Regions from separate parts of the Mus musculus genome. Here regions 2, 3 and 4 are each linked to region 1. A link is a contact called in public Hi-C and HiChIP or PLAC-seq data. All regions are on one chromosome and are shown on one strand. Each heading gives the region's core, a stretch centred on a gene start, on an enhancer-like site or on the middle of the called end of the contact. The rest is flanking DNA. Distances are from core to core; before and after follow the strand shown. Region 1 overlaps Asap1 (ArfGAP with SH3 domain, ankyrin repeat and PH domain1). Region 2 overlaps Asap1 (ArfGAP with SH3 domain, ankyrin repeat and PH domain1). Region 3 has its middle 15 kb from the start of Gm30632. Region 4 overlaps Asap1 (ArfGAP with SH3 domain, ankyrin repeat and PH domain1).

The links. A called contact is a pair of places that touch in the nucleus more often than the background predicts. HiChIP or PLAC-seq counts read pairs in DNA pulled down with a chosen protein or histone mark.
Region 2: a Hi-C map of pre-pro-B cells shows a contact between it and region 1, with 3 times the contacts expected there. The contact joins two enhancer-like sites. A contact is called at or near these places in 3 of 484 Hi-C or Micro-C datasets (the N1E-115 cell line, pre-pro-B cells and uterus) and 4 of 9 other capture datasets (adipose tissue, embryonic stem cells, liver and 1 more).
Region 3: a contact with region 1 is called in a Hi-C map of tail fibroblasts, with 4 times the contacts expected there. The contact joins two enhancer-like sites. A contact is called at or near these places in 1 of 15 datasets of contacts at CTCF or cohesin (the NIH/3T3 cell line), 6 of 484 Hi-C or Micro-C datasets (the C2C12 cell line, the HL-1 cell line, adipose-derived mesenchymal stem cells and 3 more), 2 of 115 datasets of contacts at active chromatin or transcription factors (embryonic fibroblasts and pancreatic cancer cells) and 2 of 9 other capture datasets (adipose tissue and pancreatic islet).
Region 4: a contact with region 1 is called in a FOXA1 HiChIP or PLAC-seq map of pancreatic cancer cells. The contact joins two enhancer-like sites. A contact is called at or near these places in 1 of 15 datasets of contacts at CTCF or cohesin (the NIH/3T3 cell line), 6 of 484 Hi-C or Micro-C datasets (the AML12 cell line, the G1E-ER4 cell line, embryonic fibroblasts and 2 more), 3 of 115 datasets of contacts at active chromatin or transcription factors (the NIH/3T3 cell line, bone marrow-derived macrophages and pancreatic cancer cells) and 3 of 9 other capture datasets (adipose tissue, liver and pancreatic islet).

What each region holds. Positions count from the first base shown.
Region 1 is chr15:64,362,921-64,365,620 of GRCm38.p6, reverse strand. The region is part of intron 1 of Asap1 (ArfGAP with SH3 domain, ankyrin repeat and PH domain1); the gene reads left to right. Among named protein-coding and RNA genes, the nearest start is that of Asap1, 19 kb to the left of the region's middle. Within about 2 kb of position 1,355, at least 86 of the 459 cell types and tissues checked have an H3K27ac peak or open chromatin away from gene starts, as enhancers often do. A contact at or near this core is called in the C2C12 cell line, the HL-1 cell line, the NIH/3T3 cell line and 5 more, where this site is marked.
Region 2 is chr15:64,204,713-64,207,412 of GRCm38.p6, reverse strand. All of the region lies in intron 4 of Asap1 (ArfGAP with SH3 domain, ankyrin repeat and PH domain1), which reads left to right. Among named protein-coding and RNA genes, the nearest start is that of Gm20717, 110 kb to the right of the region's middle. Within about 2 kb of position 1,317, at least 34 of the 459 cell types and tissues checked have an H3K27ac peak or open chromatin away from gene starts, as enhancers often do. A contact at or near this core is called in pre-pro-B cells, where this site is marked.
Region 3 is chr15:64,518,122-64,520,821 of GRCm38.p6, reverse strand. No RefSeq gene overlaps it. Among named protein-coding and RNA genes, the nearest start is that of Gm30632, 15 kb to the left of the region's middle. Within about 2 kb of position 1,436, at least 29 of the 459 cell types and tissues checked have an H3K27ac peak or open chromatin away from gene starts, as enhancers often do. A contact at or near this core is called in the C2C12 cell line, the HL-1 cell line, pancreatic cancer cells and 1 more, where this site is marked.
Region 4 is chr15:64,154,681-64,157,380 of GRCm38.p6, reverse strand. The region is part of intron 11 of Asap1 (ArfGAP with SH3 domain, ankyrin repeat and PH domain1); the gene reads left to right. Among named protein-coding and RNA genes, the nearest start is that of Gm20717, 58 kb to the right of the region's middle. Within about 2 kb of position 1,345, at least 65 of the 459 cell types and tissues checked have an H3K27ac peak or open chromatin away from gene starts, as enhancers often do. A contact at or near this core is called in the NIH/3T3 cell line, bone marrow-derived macrophages, embryonic fibroblasts and 1 more, where this site is marked.

The sequences.
Region 1 (2,700 bases), core at 106-2,605:
TGATGCTTGTGACCATAGATGTTCAACTCCTGGTCTGAGGGGGCTAAAGTCCTACCTGATCCACCTCATTTTGATGCTACTCAGTAATAAGGGTACACTCTGTAAGCAGTTACTGTTGTGGGAGGAAGGAGGGAGGCCATGGACATAGAAAACCAGACTCTGCTATGCAAATGACTAGGGTCTGTTCTTTGACAATGACAATGGCAGCTTACATGTTCCAGATACTGATACGTTCCATCCTCTTAACTATTCCTGTGTCACAAGTGAGTGAACCAAATCTCAGAGCAGCAATTTTCCCAAGGTCACAGTTGAGTGACAGAAGCCAAGTTTGGGTTTCAGCAAGCTGGTGACACAGCTGCCATTCCCGATGTGAGCCCACCCAGTTCTACCAGATGGATCATACTGCCACTGAGATTGTCATAATTTGTGTTACAAGCAGTGAATGAAGTCAGCCTCGGGTCTCCACCTAACAATCTCATAGGAGCCATCATAATAAGTCTGAACCTTACCTAGTAACACTGGTATTATGATTCAGCCCTGTTTTATGGAGTGATGAAGTGAAGACTCAGAGAAGTGAGATATTTCTCTGAGGTCACACAGCAGGGAAGTGATTCTAAGCTTTTGGCTGCAAGGAACACAACTGGCTTAAAGGAGACATGAGGGAACTGGACTGGACCATAGGCTAGGCAATAGGCTGTTTCATTACAGTAGGGGACACACAGCTCCCTTGAATTATGATAATTTCATAAAGGGTCGGCTCACATGCATACACACACACACACTGGATGTAGAATTAACGTGAAACTAACCATAAATCTTACCCATTCATAATGTGTGACTATCATTTCTATGTAGTTTCAAGATGTTTTCTTCACCCACAAAGGAAGCCACAATGCCTCCTGGTTCCCCTCTCCCCCTCCCAGCCCTTGGCAACCACCAGTCATTTCTTCTCTATGTATGCACCTCTGCTGGATGCTTCGCGTGTATGGAATTGTCCGTGTAAGATTTCATGTCTGGCTTTCATTCAGCATGTTTTAGAATTAACGTTGTAAAGATCTACTCAGGCTGTGGTATAGTGCCAGGATTCCTTTTGTCTGGCTGTTTGCTTGTTTGGGGTTTGTTTCTTTGAGACACGTTCCTGCTAGGTAACCTTGGCTGCCTTGAACCATCCTGTCCCTTCATTCCTTTTTATAGCTCAGTAATTCCATTGTGTGGGTAGGCTGCAATGTTTATTCATTTACTAGCTGATGGACATCTAAGCTGTTGCTACTTTTTGGCTGTCATGGCAAGTGCTGCTATGAACATTCATTTACAAGTGTTTATATGAGTTCATGTCTTCAATTCCTTGGGGCATATGCCTGGGGTGGAATCGCTCAGTCATCAGGTAACTATTTTTAACTTTTTTGAGGAGCTGTCAGACCTTTGCAAAGTGGTTGAGTGATTTATTATTATTATTTTTTTTAACATTTCCACCAGCCAGCAGACCTTTGCCAAGACTTGATGTTGGACCATTTTCTTGTCTGTGGCCGAACTAATGAATGTGAAGTGGTGTGTCATGGTGGTTTTACTTGCGGGTTCATAATGACTCATGCCTTTAGCTGCTTCTTCCGTGCTTGCTGGCCAGGTCAAGGAGCTTTAGGAAGGTGTGGCCAGGTATGGGGTAGCGCAAGCTCTAGAACAGCAGCCTGGGGGTTCCTGTGGATATGTGGTTTTGAGGGGCAAAGAGCGAATGGCTGGCAGAGTCTCAGCAAAGGTGTGGGCTTCCTGGAGAGAGCTGAGACTTGGGCTGAGCTTGGAAGATGATCTTCAGCCTCCCCTCTTCCTCCCATCTACTAGGGGGACTCCTTGTTGACTGTGACCAGAGAGTAAAGAGCTGCTCTATAAGTTATGAGGTTGGCTAATGGCTGGTCCTTGAGTGTTGAGTGCTGGCCTCTTGCTGAAGTTGCTTGTGAGATTGTCTATAGTCCTGTGGGATAATCCCCCCTTTATCATTACTACCAGAGACACACAGAGAGCATCTTTTCTACAACAAATACTACTGAGAAAGGATTCTCTTTCTCATCCTCTCTCCTCCCTCCTCTCCCCTCCTTTCTTTTGGGTAAGTTTTCATTCCCTCTCTAAGCCTGTACCAAACGGTGTCTGGGCACACATGGAATAGATAACTCATTACTACAGCCAGGTTGCAGAGAAGGTTTCAGACTGGATGTATAGTCAGATACCAGCCTTTACTAGATCTGCCTGATGAGAGGCCTATTCTCCTTGAAGCTATCATGCTTTATTTGGATATCACCCACAGGCCAGTAACTCACTTGAAGCAAGCTTTCCAGAAAACCCCTGTCTCCCCTAAACGAGAGAGAGAGAGAGAGAGAGAGAGAGACAGAGAGAGACAGAGAGAGACAGAGAGACAGAGACAGAGAGAGACAGAGAGACAGAGCGAGCAGGGTAGGGTAGTGGATTCTCCCTGACCATATCCCATGAGCTCTGAAATGATGGAGCCATGGCTGAAGTTCATTCTCTCCTACTCTCTATGGGTCAGTTGTCAGTCTGTAAGTTCCACTTCTGTTTCCAGTAAGGCAGTGCTTGTCCATTCCCTCTTCAGAGATGTCTAGGTATGCCTTCTGCAAAGCTGGACTTCCCAGTTTGCTCCTTGCCAGGCCACCGCTTTCCACATCAGTCACAGCATGGAGGTGGGTGGTGTGA
Region 2 (2,700 bases), core at 68-2,567, 160 kb after region 1:
TTCCCTGCCTACCCCATCCCCCGTGAGAGCTTAGACTCACTAGTCTGAGGGGGAGCTTGTTCCTGTCAGCCCCTCCCCACTCCTTAGAACATTGTACAATATTATCATCATGTTTTATGCCACTATGTCATTTCTCTGACTTCAAGAAGATTATAAGATATTTATTTAAATAACACAGATAAGTTAATGACTGTTTGATAAGTCCAGGTTTGATTTTTAATCAACAAAACTGATAGAATGAATAAAAACATTTATGTTTCATATAAACATAATATAAAAATATGTTTATATTAATAGGGACTTATTAGAGTGGCTTCCAGTTTGTGGTGGTATTAAAGAGTTGTTGAGGGGACTTAGTGTGCCTAATTTCTGTATTATATTGTGGAAAATCAGTAAATCCAGCTCGACAATGGTTGTCTCTTGATGGCAATGCCAAGAACCCTGTAGTTGTTTAGGTCATGAGGCTGGATGTCTCTGCTCTGTTTGAATATAGAAGTAGGGTCTAATACCTGTGAAGGACCCCTCAGCAGCAGGGCGGATGACCCTTTCCATGGAAAGCCAGGGCACACCGGCAGGAAGCAGAAGCTCCCTCCTCCACGGTCTTTTATATGGGCTGGCGCCAGCAGATGTGGCCGGACTTCAGGTGGGTCTTGTCACCTCAGGTGACCCAAAAAGGAGTCCTCACAGGTGTGCCCAGATGTTTGGAATTTAGTTGACCACAGATGTAACATCTCAGATCAGCAATGACAGTTGTCTCAGTCTGGAGTGCCTGGATGTTGTTGAAACCTAATTTACAACTTCTGTCTCTGACTTCATTCTGGTAAACCCCTGAAATGTGGTGGGCCTTTTGTAGGGAGTGGCTTTTTGAGAGTAACCAGAAAAGCCACAGGCATCCATTTGAGGGACTGATTCCGTTTTGTTCTGTTTTGTTTAGCTTCTCACATGAGTGGTGTTCATATGGTTAAGCTTACTCTGATGTCTCAAATGCTACCTTAGTTTTCATGCTGTGAGGTGACAATAAAATACACTTACAGTGTATAAGATGATGCTCAGGAGCCTTACTGGGATTTAGAAAAACATTAAATGAACGGGATTCATAAATGAAGAATGGCACATATATACTGCTAGACTCTATACTGTATACACTATACACAGGTTTCAAAAAAAGAAAACTGTAGCTTTGCCACACTTGTTAAGCTCAAGGACAATATTTGACTGCAGAAAGAGATTCTGGGGATCTAATGTAGTATGACAGAGTGCTAAAGGACTGCCTCTCAGAGAACATGGCCACTAAGCACTGATGCTATCCTCTAGACTAAGTCAAACAAGCCCATGTCTCAGATGATGAAACTGGAGCTTAGCCAGACAACTTACCCAGAGTACCACACTTGGGAGGAAGATGAGCCTTGCTCATTACACACACTGTTTTCATCACCTTCACCTGCTGTGTGACAGGGCTCACTAAGTATATCATAAGTTGCCTGTTGTATGTTGACCGGATAGGTTCTTCATTGGGAAGCTGCCTTCCAGTGGCTGTAAGTACCTGCTTACCATGAACATTAGTGAGGGAGTCACTCAAATGTAATCTGTGGCTAGTGTGACCTGTGGGTTGACCTTGTGGTTCTGTGATGGGGATCACATAGAAGTTGTACTTGTGGTAGGAAGTGTAGAGGTAAACACAGATGGCTTGGGTCTCCTCATGGGCTACTGGGACCTAGTGCTGCCTTTGTAGTCATAAACCAAGATAATACAGTGAGCTTTTTTTTTTAACCAGGGGATTTGGGCAGCACAATGACACTTAATCCTTTAGAGGTGACATTTAATCTTTTAGAAGTACAGTTAGGAAAACAGAAGTGGTTTATATCTTTCCATGATATACTCAAAGTGCAGTCCAAACTGTCACTATCCCAGTGACTTTGGCCTCATCCTGAGAAGCCATAAGAGGCCAAACATTGGGAATCTTTCCCAATGTGTTTTCATAATTTCCTTGTTTTCTTACAGCGCTTAAGAGACAGAAATCCCATTCAATAATGCTTAGAGATTTAAGAAACATTTTTGTATTTCTGATTGGAGATTACCAACCATTCACCTTCCTAAAATGATTTGAAAAGTACTCAGCAATTATGAAGGATCATGTTTATAAAATGTGTTCTTTTTTTTTAAACACATAAGCTTTGACAATACTGATTACTGAACAATGTAGAATAAAAAAATATTTTTTGAAAAACATTATCTTCATGGAAGACCTTAAGTTTGGAAATCATTTTGGAAATTTTTCTCTCTTATCTTTGACGTGTATTAGAGTACTTAAAAATACATGCAAAACTCAAAACCTGAGAAAGCAATCCTAGGCATTTTTCTCTTCCTTCTGTTTTTAAAGCCTTAATTTATTAATCTGTGATTTAGTCTGTGCAGCTCCTATCTCCCCCGCCCCCTTTACTTTTGGTAATTCATTTAAAATAACTGACCCTTTCCTAAGGGTTTAAAGTCTGTTAAATTTTTTTGATTTTTTTCTTTTTTAACAAAGATCAAGCATAGTTCCCCCTTCTTGAGTGTGACCCGGACTTAGAAACTCCCTTCTTCTGAATGAAGTGCTAACATAATTCCCTGTGATTTCAAAGGTCAGTTCATCAGAGTGCTAGCTTTCCATCTGCCCTGTTCTGACATTTTGATTTGCAGGAGAAGCTACCCACCCACCTA
Region 3 (2,700 bases), core at 187-2,686, 160 kb before region 1:
AATGTGTGCTTCTGCGGGATAGAGAAAGGCACATCCAGATTTATTACCCTAGAATGCGAAGGTCATAAATGAGCCTCCAGAAAGACTCACCACTAAATCTCTTTGGCCCAAGACGCTTTGTCTCATCTGCCAGTCATGTCAATAATTCATCTTTTAACCAACTGGGCCAGTTTTGCCCCACCCAAAATTCTTGAATTCTTCAACATTCATAAAAATATTCATAGACAATTTCCCTCAGCCTGGGACTTAACACAATCTAAACCATTTTCATGGGGGAAACTATACTCTAGGACATATATGATATTCTAGAGTGCTCTGTACTTGGCAGAAATAACAGAGCTAACATGTCCATACCTTAGACAATAACTCCAGAGTAAATTAGAGAGCAGCACCCTCACATTATCTTTTCATATTAAATTTAGAATTCTCATGATGTTTATAAAACCTGACTCATTTTGTAATCTCAAAGTATGGCCTTGATTTTTTTCATAGTATTGATCTGAGGATATATCACACATGGTAGCAAGTCCTTCCTTGAAGCGTGACCTGTGCAGCATATCTCCATGTCTGCCTCAGAAATATAGTAAGAACATTTGTCACACCAGAACCTTCTAATGGGTGCATAGTATGCCATTGTCCTTGGTGATCCTAACTAATAGATTTTGATATTATAAGCAATGAATGATACCATGAATTCACTAGTATATTTTATCTCTGCATCCCTCCATGGTTTTTAAGGGTAAATTCTGAAAAGTGGGATTCTAGGTCAATGTATTTAGATATAAAGGCCTTTGATACACAGTGACTAAACCATCCACCATTAAGGTGGGGATGGTGTATACTCTGCAGTGGGAATTGAGCCTATCTGTCTCTCATAGACCCACCACCCTGGATTATTATGACTCCTTTACTTCATTGTTATTCTAATGGGAAAATAAAAGCATTCCCCATGTTTTTAAATACTGTGAGTGAGTATTTTATACATGCTGTTTGGTGGGTTTTAATTCCTTCTCTCCTGATGATTACACACATTCTTCACGTTCTGACGGAGGTTTGTTTTTTTTTTTCCTCCCCCTTATTGATTAGAAAGATTTCTTAAATATACCTGTCCACTCTTGCTGTCATACTCTGCCATTTTTCTAACCAGTCTTTGCCTTTTCTCTCCATCTAGTTTATCATGGCTTTGACATGTGGGTTTTTATCAACTATTAGAGCCAAATTAGTCACTCTTTTCACATTGGACTCAGGCCTTGTCATTACATTTACAGAGCTTGATTTATTTCCTAGTGTCGAGGCAGGGTCATGATTTTTCTTCCTATCAAGTTTAGCCTACTTCCCTTCAACCACAATGACAAGCATTCTGCACCCTTAGAGTCTTCATTACCTCACCCAGAGTTTTAGCTCTTCCTCTTGGCCCTGAGTCAGATGCAAATGTGAGCGGCACTATTCATGCGGCTTCATTTAAGTCATCCATCACCCCTTTTATATTTCTCTAATGATGTTCATTAGGCTTGTCTGAAATGTGGAGCCAAATGGAGCCTTCTCCACCAGCACCACTGCAGCCAAGAGGCCCGGGGATTATGGGAGAAATAGACTCTGCCAACTGGATGCCAGGCTTGATCTAACAAGACTGTTTAGACCAGTGTTTTTCCAGAAACTGCCACGCTAAGGACCTTCACTTAGTGGTCAAAATAATTTATTTGCCAACCAAATTCATCATGAAATGATAAAGAGAATAAATATACAGAAAATGACAATGGGTTTGACCATACATAGGCTAGCAATACCAACTGCACAGATCCTTAGATTCTCGATTAATTTTCTTGAACTTTTGAACTCACATTAGAAACAGTCTGGCCTCTACCTTTCCACCTTCACCAATGTAAACAAAATGTCCCACTCCCCTTTTTGCATCCTGTAAGCTAATTGCAGTATTATGACAGAGACTACCTATATGCCAGTTTATTTATTTAGAAAGTATTTTGCAAACTAATACTCTTATTTCCCTTTGCATGCTAGGAAGCAAAGCCATATAACTCAAGCTCTCAGTCCAAACTTGTAGAGCTTGAAATTATTAAAAGCTGGATTTGAACTCATACCTGTCTGTGTCCAAATCCCAAACAGGTTGTCTCCCCAACTGGTGGCTAATCCCACTGTATTCTTTGATAGCTGACAGAAATAGAAAGATATTTCTAAAGATGACTCCAAGGGCACTTGCTGGGGGATTTTGAATGATAGCTTTTGTTTCCATTTTTACATCTTTTCCTCATGAATACCCACAATCTGTCCTTCCTAGGGATCAATTTTCTTAGGACCATACTCTCCTGTTTCTTCTCCTCGGGTCCATATGTACCTCTTCACATAAGAGATGGGAGAACTGCACCTTCCTATGAACCTTGTCTACTCCAATCTTGCTTATCTCCATCATTTCCTGAGTTTGTGGTTTTACTTGATGAGTCTGAATATAGGTGGACAAACTCACAGCTGACTCTGTCTCTCCTGGCAGGGAACTGACCTTTGCCTTTCTCTGAGCCATCCATCATTCAGTGACATCACTGTGTTTCCTGTGAGCTAGTATTTAGTCTTATATATTGCAGTGGCTTGAAAGGGGATGATCCACATAAGTTCATAGTCTAGAACTCTTGGTCTCCAGTTGATGGAACTATTTGGGAAGGATTAGGGTGTGACCTTTACAGATAA
Region 4 (2,700 bases), core at 96-2,595, 210 kb after region 1:
ATGTATTCTACTCAGGTTGGCTAAGAAGCAAAGTTTCATGACAGAAGGAGTATCTAGGAGGTGAAATGAGCATGAAGTGATTATATTTAACTCTACTTGAAGTTAATTAATGGGTTTTAATTGTCACTCCTCCTAAATATTTTGCAGCTAAAATTGTCATTTAACAGCATACCCACCCATCCCTTTCTAACACTATCACCTCTTGTTGCAAAATAATTAGCAAGTTAATTATTTTTAGTGACTTCGAGATAATAGAAACTATCTACCAAGTAAATGTGAAGGACGATATCCACCAGAGAGTTCTTGTCCTCCTAACATTTGAAAGAGTGCAAAGTAATCGAAACTATTTTATGAGAAATTAAAAGCACCCAGCAAACCACCTAACTGACTTCACCAGTTTCTAATGTGACTTGATTGAAGGACACTGTCTTAGTTTTGCTTCCTGGCGCTGTGATAAAATACCCTGACCAAAGCAACGCAAAAGAAGCACAGGCACAGCCCCAGGTTACTGTCCAGGCTGCAAGGACGTCAGTCAGAGAGCTGGAGCAGTCAGGAGCAGAGAGCAGTGAGTTAATGAGTGTGTTCTCGTGCTCAGCTCACGTTCCCTACTCTTGTGCTATCCAGGATCCCCTGTGTAGGACGTGGGGCATCCAGGGTGTGGGGATCTCCTCATCTCACTTAATGCAATAGCCATGAGCCCTTCCAGAGGTCAACCTGACCCTCACCAGACTCTCCACGAAGCTCCCTTCCTAGGTGATTCTAGAGTGTGTCAGGTTGACAATTAAAAAGAAAGTCAACGGCCAAACCTTTACCACAGAGCTTCAAATTTACAATGGCAGGTCAAATCTTAGTGGGCCAAATAGATGATGACCTGACAAGGTGCCACCAAGACTGACGACCTCAGCTTGGTTCCTAGACGCCTGTGGTGGAGAGCACCAACTTCTGCAAGTTGTCCTCTGACGTCAGCAGAGGGGCACACACAAATAAACAAATGCAAAAGGAAAAAAGCCTAGCGACTGTTAAAATAGCTATGAACAGGATCCCCAGATATTTGGAAAGATTATTCTTTCCTCCATCAAGTCAAGTTACTTTCCTTTTTTTTTTTTTTTTTTTTTTTACTAAATGTTCAGTGGAATGACTTACCTTCACCTTAGATAACAGCCCCGCTTCCTGAAAGAACTGCTTGCTGCTGAACTATTTCTAGGGCTGTAACTCTTCCCTTTCTAACAGTGATTCTATGCATTGTGTGTATGAAACACAGAAGTGTCTGAGAACTAGTGGGCCTTTCACGGTGTGGATGCAAGGTGACTCGCTCAGCATGTCACTCCTCCCTCTCTTCAGTGTGCCAAACCCTACCCAGAGCTTAGTCACCCACCACACACTTGCCGTTGGAAATGGGAAGTCCTGTGGTAAAGGTTTGGTTTTCATTGAATACCAGAAAGCATTCACAAAGACCTTAGATCAGTGACTAGGAATTGCATTCAGTTCAGAGGGTTGAGGTTTTACAGATTAATAGTGCATGTCACATGTCAGTGTAGCTTCAAAGAAAGTGATTTCCCTATCTCTGCTAGGGTGCAGGAGGTCAAATTGGAAATCAGTAAGGCAGACTCAGTGAGGTAGATACATTTCCTAGCTCTTGGCACAAAATTGCCCAAAGGTTTCAAGTTCATTGTTTATTTTCAGTGTTGCATATTTTTGCCTAAATGAGTTTGGAATTTGCATTTTTCTTTCCTGAATATGTAGTTGATTTCTCTCATGCTATCAAAACAACTCAAAATCTATTTCATTCTTTAGTTGTATGTGTTAAATTATAAGTAGTACGATAATTTTCCAGTACTTTCTCGAAACTAAATTCACTTTTCATTTATTGATATTGCTACTAAGCACCAGGTGGTGATGGCGGCACATGCCTGTAATCCTAGTGCTTGGGAGGCAGAAGCACGTAGATTTTTGAGTTTGAGGCCAACTTGATCTACAGAGCAAGTTCCAGGATAGCCAGGGCTACACAGAGAAACCTTGTCTCAGAAAACCAAACAAACAAATGGAAAAAAAAAACAAAAAAAAACAAAAAAAAAAACTTCTACTAAGCAAGCTGAATGGCCATTATTTCTCAATGAAGTAAAAATAATTTATGTACATTTATTAACCTATGAAAGTCATTAATTAGCTAATTTCTGGAATTGTAGAGAAAAAAATACAGATCTGGAAGGATTTATTGGACTACTGTACTGTGCTGACCAAGACCATGGTTGTATTTCAAAGTAAACTCTAGAAGCTGGCAAGGTGGCTCACCTGGTGAAGGTGCTTGCCTCCAGGATTGATGACTGACATTCAGTCCCTGGTACCCATGTGGTAGAGGGAGAGACTGATTCCTGGAATTTACACTCCTCCTCATACACACACACACACACACACACACACACACGAAATACATGCATACATTCATTCATACATACATACATAAGTGAGTACAAAAAAATGTAAACAGAAACATTAGAAAGTAAACATTAAGAAATTTTGTAAGAGATTCCTAGATCTCATTCTACCCCACAACCCTGTTCCAGATAATCTGATTTGTTCAATTTTATGGAAGGAATCTGGCCTGTTGAAAACAAACTTCCTTACAGTAAGGGAGAAGTGACTAATAGGGATGGAGAGATGAGTCAGCAGTTGAAAACTTGCTCCTCTGACAGAGGTCCC